Regions from separate parts of the Zea mays genome. Here region 1 is linked to region 2. Evidence: chromatin contacts called from public Hi-C data. All regions are on one chromosome and are shown on one strand. Each heading gives the region's core, a stretch centred on a gene start, on an enhancer-like site or on the middle of the called end of the contact. The rest is flanking DNA. Distances are from core to core; before and after follow the strand shown.

Region 1 (5,486 bases), core at 795-3,294, 160 kb before region 2:
GGCCAGCGCGGCGCGAAGTGTAGCCTGTGCAAGTTCGAGGCGTCACGGAGGTTCGGTCTGGGCTTCTTGCCGTGTCGCTGGTCTTAAGCTGTGTGGGCCGCACGGAAACCCGCCGGATGGGCCAGGCCCACCGTCACCGCCCACGCACGGGGGCCGTGGCCATCCAGACTCTCCACGTGGACAACCATTCCGATGCACTGTGGCCTGTCGCGGTGTCACCCGCCATGCCGTGCGTCCGTTCGAGCCCTTCGCACGCAGCAGGTTGAGGTCGGCAGGGCAAGCCGAAAGCGACGTACGTTAGCGAGCGACGACGGCTGGTCTGCGAGATTTTTTCTGAAAGCGGAGTGCATTAGTGACTGACGGCGACACTGGTGCACGAGATTTTTTTCCCCCTGATGCGTGATTTTAGACTTGAATCCTCAGATGATTTGGGCTTGTCTGCATGTAACTTCGGTGAGCGTGCCGCGTGCGCATGGGTCCCGATCGAAGCTGGCCACCGCGGTCGTCCCCAACTCTGGATCGTCATCGTCGTCCAGGTGGTGTGGTTGGCTGGTTGCTCGGTTTCCCGTTTTAGAATATATGGTCGTCGTCGCACATCGTAATCTCAATGCTCAACTGACGGGATAGATACGTGAGGAAGATATACATGATATATTTCTCGTTTCTCCTGTACAATAGGAGATTTGCAATGTAGCTTACACGATTTACAAAGTAGAGTTTAAAATAGAGAATAAGCATAAACAAGTGAAGGAAACATAAGAAAATAATAAATAATCGTTTTTTTATCTTCTCTTCACTTATTATTGGGATATAAATTTATTATATAGAAATATAGAACCTCCTAGTGATATGTATGGTGCTACCTCATATAGGAATATAGATACACGTATGTGAAAATCGTCTAGATAGGGTAAATAGATGAAACCTGTAAGTTATAAACTTTGAACACGTTAGGATTAGAATCAAATAATAATGAATACGGAGTACGGAAGATAGTTCTTCTTGCTATGAGTTCTCAATCAATACAGATAACTTTAGGAGCTAACTCAAAGGGTTGTGAGCAAGAGAACTTTTAGAGAGAGGGGAGAGGAAGAACCAAATCGTAGAGTAAAGATCGACACAAATGAACACGGCGATTTGTTTCCCGATGCTCGATTCCAATGAACCTACTCCCCGTTGAGGAGGTCACGAAGTTCAGATCTTTTTTCAACCCTTTCCCTCTCTCAATCGGTCACCTAGACCGGTTGAGTGCTTCTTCTTAATCTCAAAGGTCACGAAAACCCTGCAAGGATCACCACACACTTAGGTGTCTCTTCCTAGCTTTACAAATCACTTAGAGAGTTTAGAAGTAGATGAATAAAACACAACCAATCAACAAGAGCAATAAACGAAACACAAATCTCACTCCCTCAAGTCACTAATTACTATTGATCACTTGTCTTAATTGTGGGACTTGGAGAGGATTGGAAGCTTTGAATGTGTCTTTCAAATGAATTCTTTGCTCTTGTATTGAGTGTGGAGAGTGGAATGCTTGGATGCTTTGAATGGTGGTGGTTTGGGGGTATTTATAGCCCCAGCTACAATTTTAGTCGTTGGCTGTAGTTTTCTGTCGACGGGCACACATGACAGTCCTCGGTTTATCGAAACCGCCGTCTACCGGTACCGATTAACCAATGTTTTTTTTCAAAATCACTCCAAATTTAATAAAATTCCAAAAATTTTACAAAAAAGAAAAAATATGATAAAAAATTACATGTTTTAGTGAGTAATCTGTTATATAAGATATCTAAATTTAATTTAGTTTAACCCATTAAAAATAGAAAACGTATGGACCCGTTAGTAAACCCGTTAACTCGTCGGTTTCTCATCAAACGACGACGGTAAACTGCCCCGAGCAATGGTAAACCACAATTCGTTACTGAGAAACCGTGTTGAGTTGTATTATTTAGTATTTTTAGTGCCTAGATTTGGTTTTTGAGTTTAGGGTTTCAGTTTTATTATGTGATGATGTCTTGTTAATATCTAGTTATATATTAGTATTGTTAATATGTAGTTATATATGTTAGTATTGTTAATATTTAGTTATATATATATATTAGTATTGTTAATATTTAGTTATATATGTTAAACCGAATTGAAGGAGCATCTCGCACATATAGGGAAGAATGTCAATATGTTTCGATGTTTTATTGTTTTATGTTAGTATGTCATTTGTTACAAGTAATATGTTTTCATTATACTCTCGTTACATGATATTATGTCTTGTTCTTGTTTATATGAGACATGTTAGACCTAGTCTGGGAGCACAGAGAGAAGGTTGACACATGTTTCAAGTGTAAGGGCCTGTTTGGTTTGTGGCTAAATGTGCCCCACTTTGCCTAAGGTTAGTCGTTCGAATTGAATAACTAACCTTAGGCAGAAAAGTTAGGCAAAGTGTGGCAACTGAGGTAGTGAACCAAACATGCCTTAAGTATTACAGTGAAACAAAGAGCGGAGGGGGTAGTACCCTATTGAAGGAGCATATCGCACATAGACGGAATGAGCACATATTAGGATCCTTCCCAAATGACTAAGTGCTACGACTCGAGCTTAATACGTGAGTATTGTGAAACATGTCGATCTATGTGTCGTGGGAGAACTTTAAAAGAACTTGTATTTTAGTATTATGAAGTTTGATGATTGTTTGTTACATGAGAATTGAAATTTGTGGTTGTAATGTATGCTGCATGTTATTTTAGTGAACATAAGTTGTATGAATCGAGCAAATTATAAGTGAATCCTGTCACTTTTGATCGATTTTGCCAGTTTTCATCGATTTACCCGTGGATAGCGGTTTTTTTTTACCCAAAACGGTTTGATAATCGTTGGTCGAGCAACGTTCGTGCCAATCGAAACCGAGATCGCCAGGCCCATGACACAGTACGACGGTGGCTGCGCGGTTGGTCAGTGAGTCACGGCCAAAGCAAGCACGCCTCTCAGACACGAAACTGCAGTGTGTAACTTATCTCCTGGACCGCCCGACCGCCGCCAATTCAGCTCGGCGATTCGTTTCGGTGCCGCCGCAGTCGAGCGGAGCGGAGCCAACCTCCTGCAGTGCCAGGCGCGTCCGGGGCCGAGGGGCGACGGCCAACCGAACGGGAGAGTGTCAAGTCAAGTGGGCGGATTGCGGGAAGGAAGGAAAACCTCCCGCGCGACTCGCGCCTCCGCCCTCCTCGTCCTCGTCCTCGTCCTCCATTCCAACCCCTGCGTTTCGGATTCTGTTGCGCCCTCTCCAGAGCCTCGGCGAGCGGTGGAAACTCTAGGTGGCGGCGACGGCGATGGCGTCGGCGAGCAGGGGCACCGGGGTGGCGCCGGCGGGCGAGCCCGGCAGCCCGAGGGCGTGGGGCGGCGAGGACGAGGCGTGCAGGGCGAGGAAAGTGAAGCTGATGTGCAGCTACGGGGGCCGGATCGCGCCGAGACCCGGGGACGGGGCGCTGCGGTACGTGGGCGGCCAGACGCGGCTCATCTCCGCCCCGCGCGCCGCCTCCTTCGCGGACCTGCTGCGGAAGGTGGAGGCGGTGGACGAGGCCTCGGCCTCCTCTGGCGGCGGGGTGGTCCTCAGGTACCAGCTCCCCGGGGATGACCTCGACTCGCTCATCTCCGTGTCCGGCCCGGAGGACTACGACAACATGATGGAGGAGTACGAGAAGCTGGCCGCCGCGGCGCCCGACGGCTCCGCCAAGCTCCGGGTCTTCCTCTTCCCGGCCTCCGGGGCCGACGCGGGGCCCCATCTCGCCGCCGTGGTGGACGAGTCCGGGCAGCGGTACATCGACGCCATCAACTGCGTCTCCACGGAGGCCATTGCCACGGCCACGGCCATGCGGCGGAAGGACGGCGTCGCCAGCGCCGGCTCCTCCGCGCACAACTCCGAGGCGGCCGAGTACAGCGGTCTAGTCGAAAGTACGTCGCCGCGGGCGGTGCCGCCGCCTGCTTCCGTTGCGACTGAGTATTCGTATTCAGGTGGAGCGCATTACCTCCGTGCTTTCCCGGAGTCGGTTGGGCTCACTGCAGTCTCGGCGTCACCTCTGGCGATGGGCATCCCGGCTCAAAACCCCATCCTGGTTAGGACAGAGCAGTCGACGTTGCCGCCTCATCAGGTTGCTGCTGTTTATGCAGCAGCAACACAGCATCAGCCGCCTCAAGTGACCACTTATGTGCAGGAGCAGCAGCAGCAGCAGCCTCAAGGCACCCATTACGTACCACAACAGCAGCCTCAGTCTGCTGCTTATGTGCAGCAGATGCCGCAGTCGTATATAGAGCCGCAGCAGGTACACTACATCAACGCCCAACAATTTGGTGTGCATGGGGTGCCACAATCTGTCAACTATGTGCCTGTGCAAATGAGCCAATTCATGCCCAACATTCCTGTGACGGGCTCTATGGCGACCACTGCTGCTCAAGTGGGAAAGTTGAAGCCCGCTTCCGCAGGTGTAGAACCTGTTCCAGAGACCACGCAGTTCACAAGGCCAGTGCAAGCTCAGGTTGATCAGAGTTACCGGGTGGTGCACACTCCACTGTCACAGCTTCCTCCTTTGTCTTCTGTGCATCTGCAGACAAATGATGCGCAGAGGCAGAAATTTGGTGCCCAACAAGCGATGACAAGCGCAGTAAGCATGCCAGTGGTGACCAGCTCAGGCACAATTCCTGTTGTGGTTAGCTCGGCCACTGTTCCATCATTGAGGTATGATGGTTGCACAATGTGCCAAAAAGCATTGCCACATGCCCATTCGGATAATACTATCCGGGAGCAGGGAAGTTCTTGTGCAATGGGCAACCTTGAGGCAGCTCCAATGTTTTACAGCCCACATCAAGGCACCGCATCCAACAAATCTAATCCAGGTGCAAGTTCAGGAACACTCACGAACTATGTGGCAGAACCAAGAGCTGGGAACACAGCAGTGATGGCACAATTTGATTCGACTCTTCCTGCCAGAAAACCTGCAGTCCAGGCGACTGCATATGCGGATACAGTTGTGCCGGTTCAACCCACCATTATTGCTTTCCCAGTGTCTAGTGCACCTGCTCCAAAAGGAGTATTTGTGGGTCATTCTCCTTCGGCTGGGGCTGAAGATCATGTCAGGTACCAGCAGCAACCATTCTCTTATAGCATGCAACCGCCGCTAGTTCCAGTGAATGTCCCACAAGGCATTGGTGCCAGTGCATACAAAGATTCAAATCATGCAGCAGTGGAACCGCTTAGAGAATATGCCCGTGATCTTCCTCATGACTATGCTAGAGCTATTGATGCTCGTATGCATGCAGTTCATTTGGGTCCTATTGCACCACCAGAATCTAGTGTGCAAGGAAATCCTTCTATTCCTCATGTTGTCATTGATCATGCCAAAGTTGGGAAGCCACCTGTAAATAATGATGTTACTTCTTTCTGCAAATCTCAAGCTGGAGGGTATCATATGGGGATCACAAATGCCTTTACTGCTCCTGTTTTA
Region 2 (5,376 bases), core at 2,184-4,683:
CAATTCTCTGGAATTGGATTATAACTAGAAATCATCTCTCCCAATACAGGGTTTCACCCCATCGGTATTGCGTGGAATTAGACTGCACAATTCCAAACTTCAATTCAGTGACATAGAAACAATAAAATTGGAATTACATCTCATTTCAATATGATTTGTTATTCGACTCAATTCAATTTCATCCTCTTCAATATCAACATTCACACGGAGCATTAGGGATTCGAACTTGACATGTCATATTACTCGGATCTTCGAACTCTCAAAATTAGGGAAAAAAAGATGTAGAATTTGGTGGCCCATCTAAAACCGTCCAAAATCAGGGTTGCTCAAACCGGACAAAAACGTGGTGTGCCACGTAAAACTCTCATAGTCTCATGTATGTGCTTTTGAAAGGTAATTAAAAGGTGGGGATTCCAACCCCCCCCCAAAAAAAAATTGTTCAAAAATGTTGGAGACATTTAGGCTCTTAAACTTGGCATGGTGTGTCGCTTAAGTCCTCGAACTTTCTTTAATATACTTTAATGTGGCACGCGACACACGCCATATCGGTATCCGGTTTGAGAAAACCTAGTTTTGAACAATTTTGCACGATCGGCCAAGTTACATGACTCGTTTTTTCCTGATTTTCTAAGTTTAGAAACCTATGTGACACAGCGTGCCAAATTCAAGAACCACTATTATTTATTGGATGAAGGGTCTAGATTAGATATGTGTATATATGCATGGATGCTTTATGTGCACAGGTACGTTTCAAATAGGCTTATCAGGTTAAGTTGTCTAATTGTTTAGTGTTTTCTTTGTTATGTGGTGAGAGATCTCTCATTTAACCTATTGATTTGAATACCTTGTAGTCATTCATGATATAGTTTCTTTTTCCCTCGAGGCGTCTATGCACATGTGGGAGCAGGTATACATGTTTAAATAGGTTGGGTTTGTCGGGTGGCTCAAAACCTGACACAAGTTTGGCCTGGCTCAAACCCGGTACAACACGTAGCATACTAGGCCCGTGCTGGCCCGGCTCCGTCATCGAGCCGTGCCTGTGCCTAAGACGTGGTACGGCGGGCTATACTCGACATACCCTGGTTTTATTTTCTATTTTTAATACAAATGCATATATTATACTTTATTATAGAGTATAAAACACAAGAAACATATGTTTTGTTGGTTATGTAGAGGTAAATAAATGTTTGGAGCTAATAACTTTGGTTTAAACCCTCATATATGTATAATCAGAGAAGCATAGCAAACTGGATAGGCTTGTATAAACCACGTTCCACCGTGTGACCATTTCAAAACCATTACATTTGGGTTGTTTTGCACGCCGGCGTCTCACTATTTACAATTCCAGCAGAGCATAAATGTGGTCGCGCAATGATCGCTCGGCCGTCCGGTTCCTTATTTTCATTCTCTTCGCTACTAGTGAGGTTGAGAATACGCATCCGCAATCTGCTAGATACGTTCATTTTGTTTTTCATTGCACGTTTGTGCAATTGGGCGTCGCTGCTGCGTGGAAGATGCACATTTTCTTGCGTTCGCCGGCAGAAATAGCCTAAGAGTATCTTCAAGAGTTTCTAATTTTCACTCTACATATCATTTAGAGTCATTTGTATTAAAACAGCTTTCTATATTTTTTTCAATCTTCACAAGACTTCCTATACCTTGTTTGTACTCTAGACAGACATTCACATTTTCTATATTTGACTAGCGAGGAACCTAAAACAGAAGATATCAATATTTGGATAGCTATTTAGATAAGCTATTGAAAGGTATTTTTGTAAAAAAAACTCCATTTATATAGATTAGAAAGGATATAGATAGCCTCTTGAAGTTGCTCTAAGACTATAGGAGTTGCCCAATACAACTGCGCGATAGCGTACGCCATCGCATAGCGTCATGGTCACCTGCTCCTATAGATGTTCAAATGGGCGGGTCACGGCTAGACCCAACATAAATTGGGACCATGTTGGCCTAGCCCGAATTAGCTAGAGGGTCGTAATGACCCACGGATCTCGAGCAAGGCTCGGCCATGACCCGCTAGGTTAATAACTGTTTTAGGCCGTCCCACGGCGAGACAAGCCTAATTGGCCCATAACAGTATATGACGTTTAAATGATAAAAATATGCTAAAATTATACATATACGAGTGTTTAAACCATAGTTGGTAGCTCCAAACATTTATTTACACCCACATAACCAACAAAACACATAATTCTTGTGTTTTATACTCTATAATGAAGTATAATATATGCATTTGTATGAAAAATAGAAAATAAAACCAGGGTATGTCGAGTCTCGATGACGGAGTCAGGCCAGCACGGGCCTAGTTTGCTAGGTGTTGTGCCGGTTCGGGCAAGGCCAAATGCGTGTCGGGTTTTGAGCCGCCCGACAAGCCCGGCCTATTTAGACATGTATGCGTGCTCCCACATGCGCATAGCACATGCGCATAGACGCATCAGAGGGAAAAAAGAAACTATATCATGAATGACTATAAGGTATTCAAATCAATAGGTTAAATGAGAGATCTCTCACCACATAAAAAAACACTAAACAATTAAACAACTTAACCTGATAAGCCTATTTGAAACGTACCTGTGCACATAAGGCATCCATGCATACATACACATATATAACACTAAACCAGAGATAAGTGTTAAAACCAGACAGTTAACCGAGGAATAGACAACCATGTACAATCAGAGAAGCATAGCAAACTGGAAAAATAATTGGCTAGAGATCAACTGATTAAGGCGCTGCAAGGTTAAATAAATTCACCATAGCATAAAGGCGGTTCTTTAACCATCAGACAAAACATGGTACTACAATGACAAATAACACAAGCAAAAAAATTTAAACAAGAGCTTCCTAGCCTGCAGAGCCCTATACCCCCCAAGCGTCATTAGCCAGCATTTCTTCCACCGCTCAGAATCCGAGTTTGGTGCGACGCCAGTGCCTGCGCTTGGCGTTGTACCTGACATGCAAAGCAAGGCAAAAAAAAGGAACAAATGAGCGACCGAAACACGGGACAACCTAGCGAAACAGGACGAAGGCGCGAAGGCCAACGGACCTGATGGTGTTGTCGGTGCGCATGCGGATCCAGTAGGGGATGGGGCGGTTCTGGCGCATCTTCTTGGCCAGCTTCTTCTTGATCCGGAAGGTCTTGTGGGACGGCTGCGCGGGGACGCAGCGCAACGACGGGACAAAAAGGCGTAAGATCGACGAGGTACGACACGACTAACCCATGAATCCGCGAGCTTACGCGCAAAGGCCGGAGATACGTACCATGGCCTCGGCGGGCGGAGACGACGGAAGCGGCGGCGGCGGCGGCGGAGGAGGAGACACTCGGATGGGAGAGATCGAAACTCGAATGGGACGGAGGCCGCTAGGGTTTTTATCCGGGAGGCACGGGTGGAATGGGCTCGGGATGGTTTGGGCTTAATTAAACAAGGGCAGAGAGATTGGGCTTTTGTATACAAAAAGGCCTCATGTCATACCCATAATTTGGGTTCGCCCTTGGTCAGAGGTCACGTAGTAAACGGTACGATGAAGTTTCGACCCAGTTTGTTCGAGCCCGAGAATGACCAATCAGAGATAAGAGACCATAAAATTCCTCCTAAGGGCTGATTTGGTGGTCAGGGATCTCGAGAGAATCCATAGGGAGTAATCCCCTTGTTATTCAAAATTGAATTGCAAGGGGATTTCTCCCTCATGGATCCTCTTGGGATCTCTGATCATCAAATCAGCTTAAAAAAGGAATCAGCTATAGAGCCCCCCTCTCGCCTCAATTTAAAAACATCTCAAATTGTTTCTGAAACCAGCATCAGTTAGAGGTGTGATTCGTCGTTATCAATAGTTTAAGGCGTAGAATATTTGATTTCATTATTCGGGGTGGTGGTGTTGATAATTAAGAAGGCCAAATAGACCTATCGCAATGGTTTCGAGTAGTCCTATAGTAAGCCGGACTTTTTTTTTCTGGCCCGACCTTGTAAATGTTCCACGTCTCTCTCTCTCTCTCGGATTGGAAGCTGAGGCCTGTGATGAGTTTAGGCCTTGTAAATGTTCCACGTTTGAGCCTCGTTTAGACCTTGTTCCCAAGTAGACTAGAGTAAATTTAAAAGAATTTTAACTTACTATGGATTTAAACATGCTCGCATCTGTCCGATCCACGTGTCTTTTATTGGTATTGCAGCGAGGAACAACAACCGGTCATAGGCAACCAACGACCAAATACCACAAAAATCTCTAAAAACGAAACTAAATCCCGTGTCTCTCATTTTTTTACTACTAATAATTGTTATTAGTATCATACTCGATCTGCTGACCTGGACGCATGCCGCGCGCTGTCGAGCTCGTTCTCTCTACGACCAGCCCCCCATTGGCCAGTCTCATCGTCTCATGATTAACTCCTGGACACGGGCATCGTCGTTACCGGCAGACAAGCATCATGCACGGCCACATGGCGTCCTGTCTTTCGCGCGACGCCCAGTAGCCGCCCGCCCGCCCGCAGCGGCCAACAAACAAGAGCGTGCTGACCCAGATTGAGTCCGGTCAGCACGCGGAGAGATGCGCTCGGTTCCGGTCAGCGACGAGTCCAAACCCGGCACACGTGCTGCGTTCCAAGCCAGGGGCGCGGCGGGGGCAGCACACGTGTCGTGCGTGTAATTTTGCGAGCATTATTTATTACAATAATACTCTGGAAAAAGAAAATCCGGTTGGTTGCGCCCAAGGCACACACATGCCCTCACATGATTTTGTCGGGTTTAAGTTATAATTATATTAGTTTTCTGTTCGCAGTGTACTGAAAATTTTCCGTAACTTCTTTCTGGTTCTTGACACATATCGCTGGTTTTGGTTCTCTCTCTCTCAGCCATTCAGATTTGAAGAATCGATCGAGTTAGCTGTTACTCCCTCCGGTGCAGCAAAGGAAGTCATCCTGCGCGTGAGCGAGAGTGCACAAAAGAAGTCGTAGCGCGCGTGGGTCTGGGATTTGGACGTCGCTGCCCCTGAGTAATTGCATCGGGAAAAAAAAACTGTACTCAAGGGGAATCGAGCTTGAGACCTCTAGTCTAGAATGCCTCGAGAAGTGCTGCAGAAACCAATCAAACTTGATTGTTTTAGTGATTTTAATGCACTCATATCCCTGTTTAATAAGGGCAAACAGGGAAAACTCCATGATAATTAATCACTCCTTGGTATGCACAATTATGTTCTAAACGACTACCTTTACTGCACCGGAGGGAGAGCCTAGTACAGTGCTGGCACCTGGCAGCACACACTGCGTCAAAAAGAATATCACGTCGTCGTCGTGTCCAGATCATGCACAAGACGCACCGTACCATGCTATCTTGTCTCCCCGGCGGCAAACAGGAACGCCAAGAA

What was found. A called contact is a pair of places that touch in the nucleus more often than the background predicts.
Region 1: a Hi-C map of endosperm shows a contact between it and region 2, with 2.5 times the contacts expected there. The contact joins the promoter of LOC103637988 here to the promoter of LOC118473275 in region 2. A contact is called at or near these places in 6 of 25 Hi-C or Micro-C datasets (ear, endosperm, leaf and 2 more) and 1 of 3 datasets of contacts at active chromatin or transcription factors (leaf).

Annotation. Positions count from the first base shown.
Region 1 is chr9:15,483,865-15,489,350 of Zm-B73-REFERENCE-NAM-5.0, reverse strand. LOC103637988 (Protein kinase superfamily protein with octicosapeptide/Phox/Bem1p domain) reads left to right here and starts at 2,044. Exons shown (of 9, transcript XR_002264973.3): 1 at 2,044-5,486.
Region 2 is chr9:15,322,518-15,327,893 of Zm-B73-REFERENCE-NAM-5.0, reverse strand. LOC118473275 (60S ribosomal protein L39-like) reads right to left here and starts at 3,433. Exons shown (of 3, transcript XM_035962455.1): 1 at 3,280-3,433; 2 at 3,065-3,168; 3 at 2,703-2,968. The coding sequence starts at 3,282. The coding sequence ends at 2,920.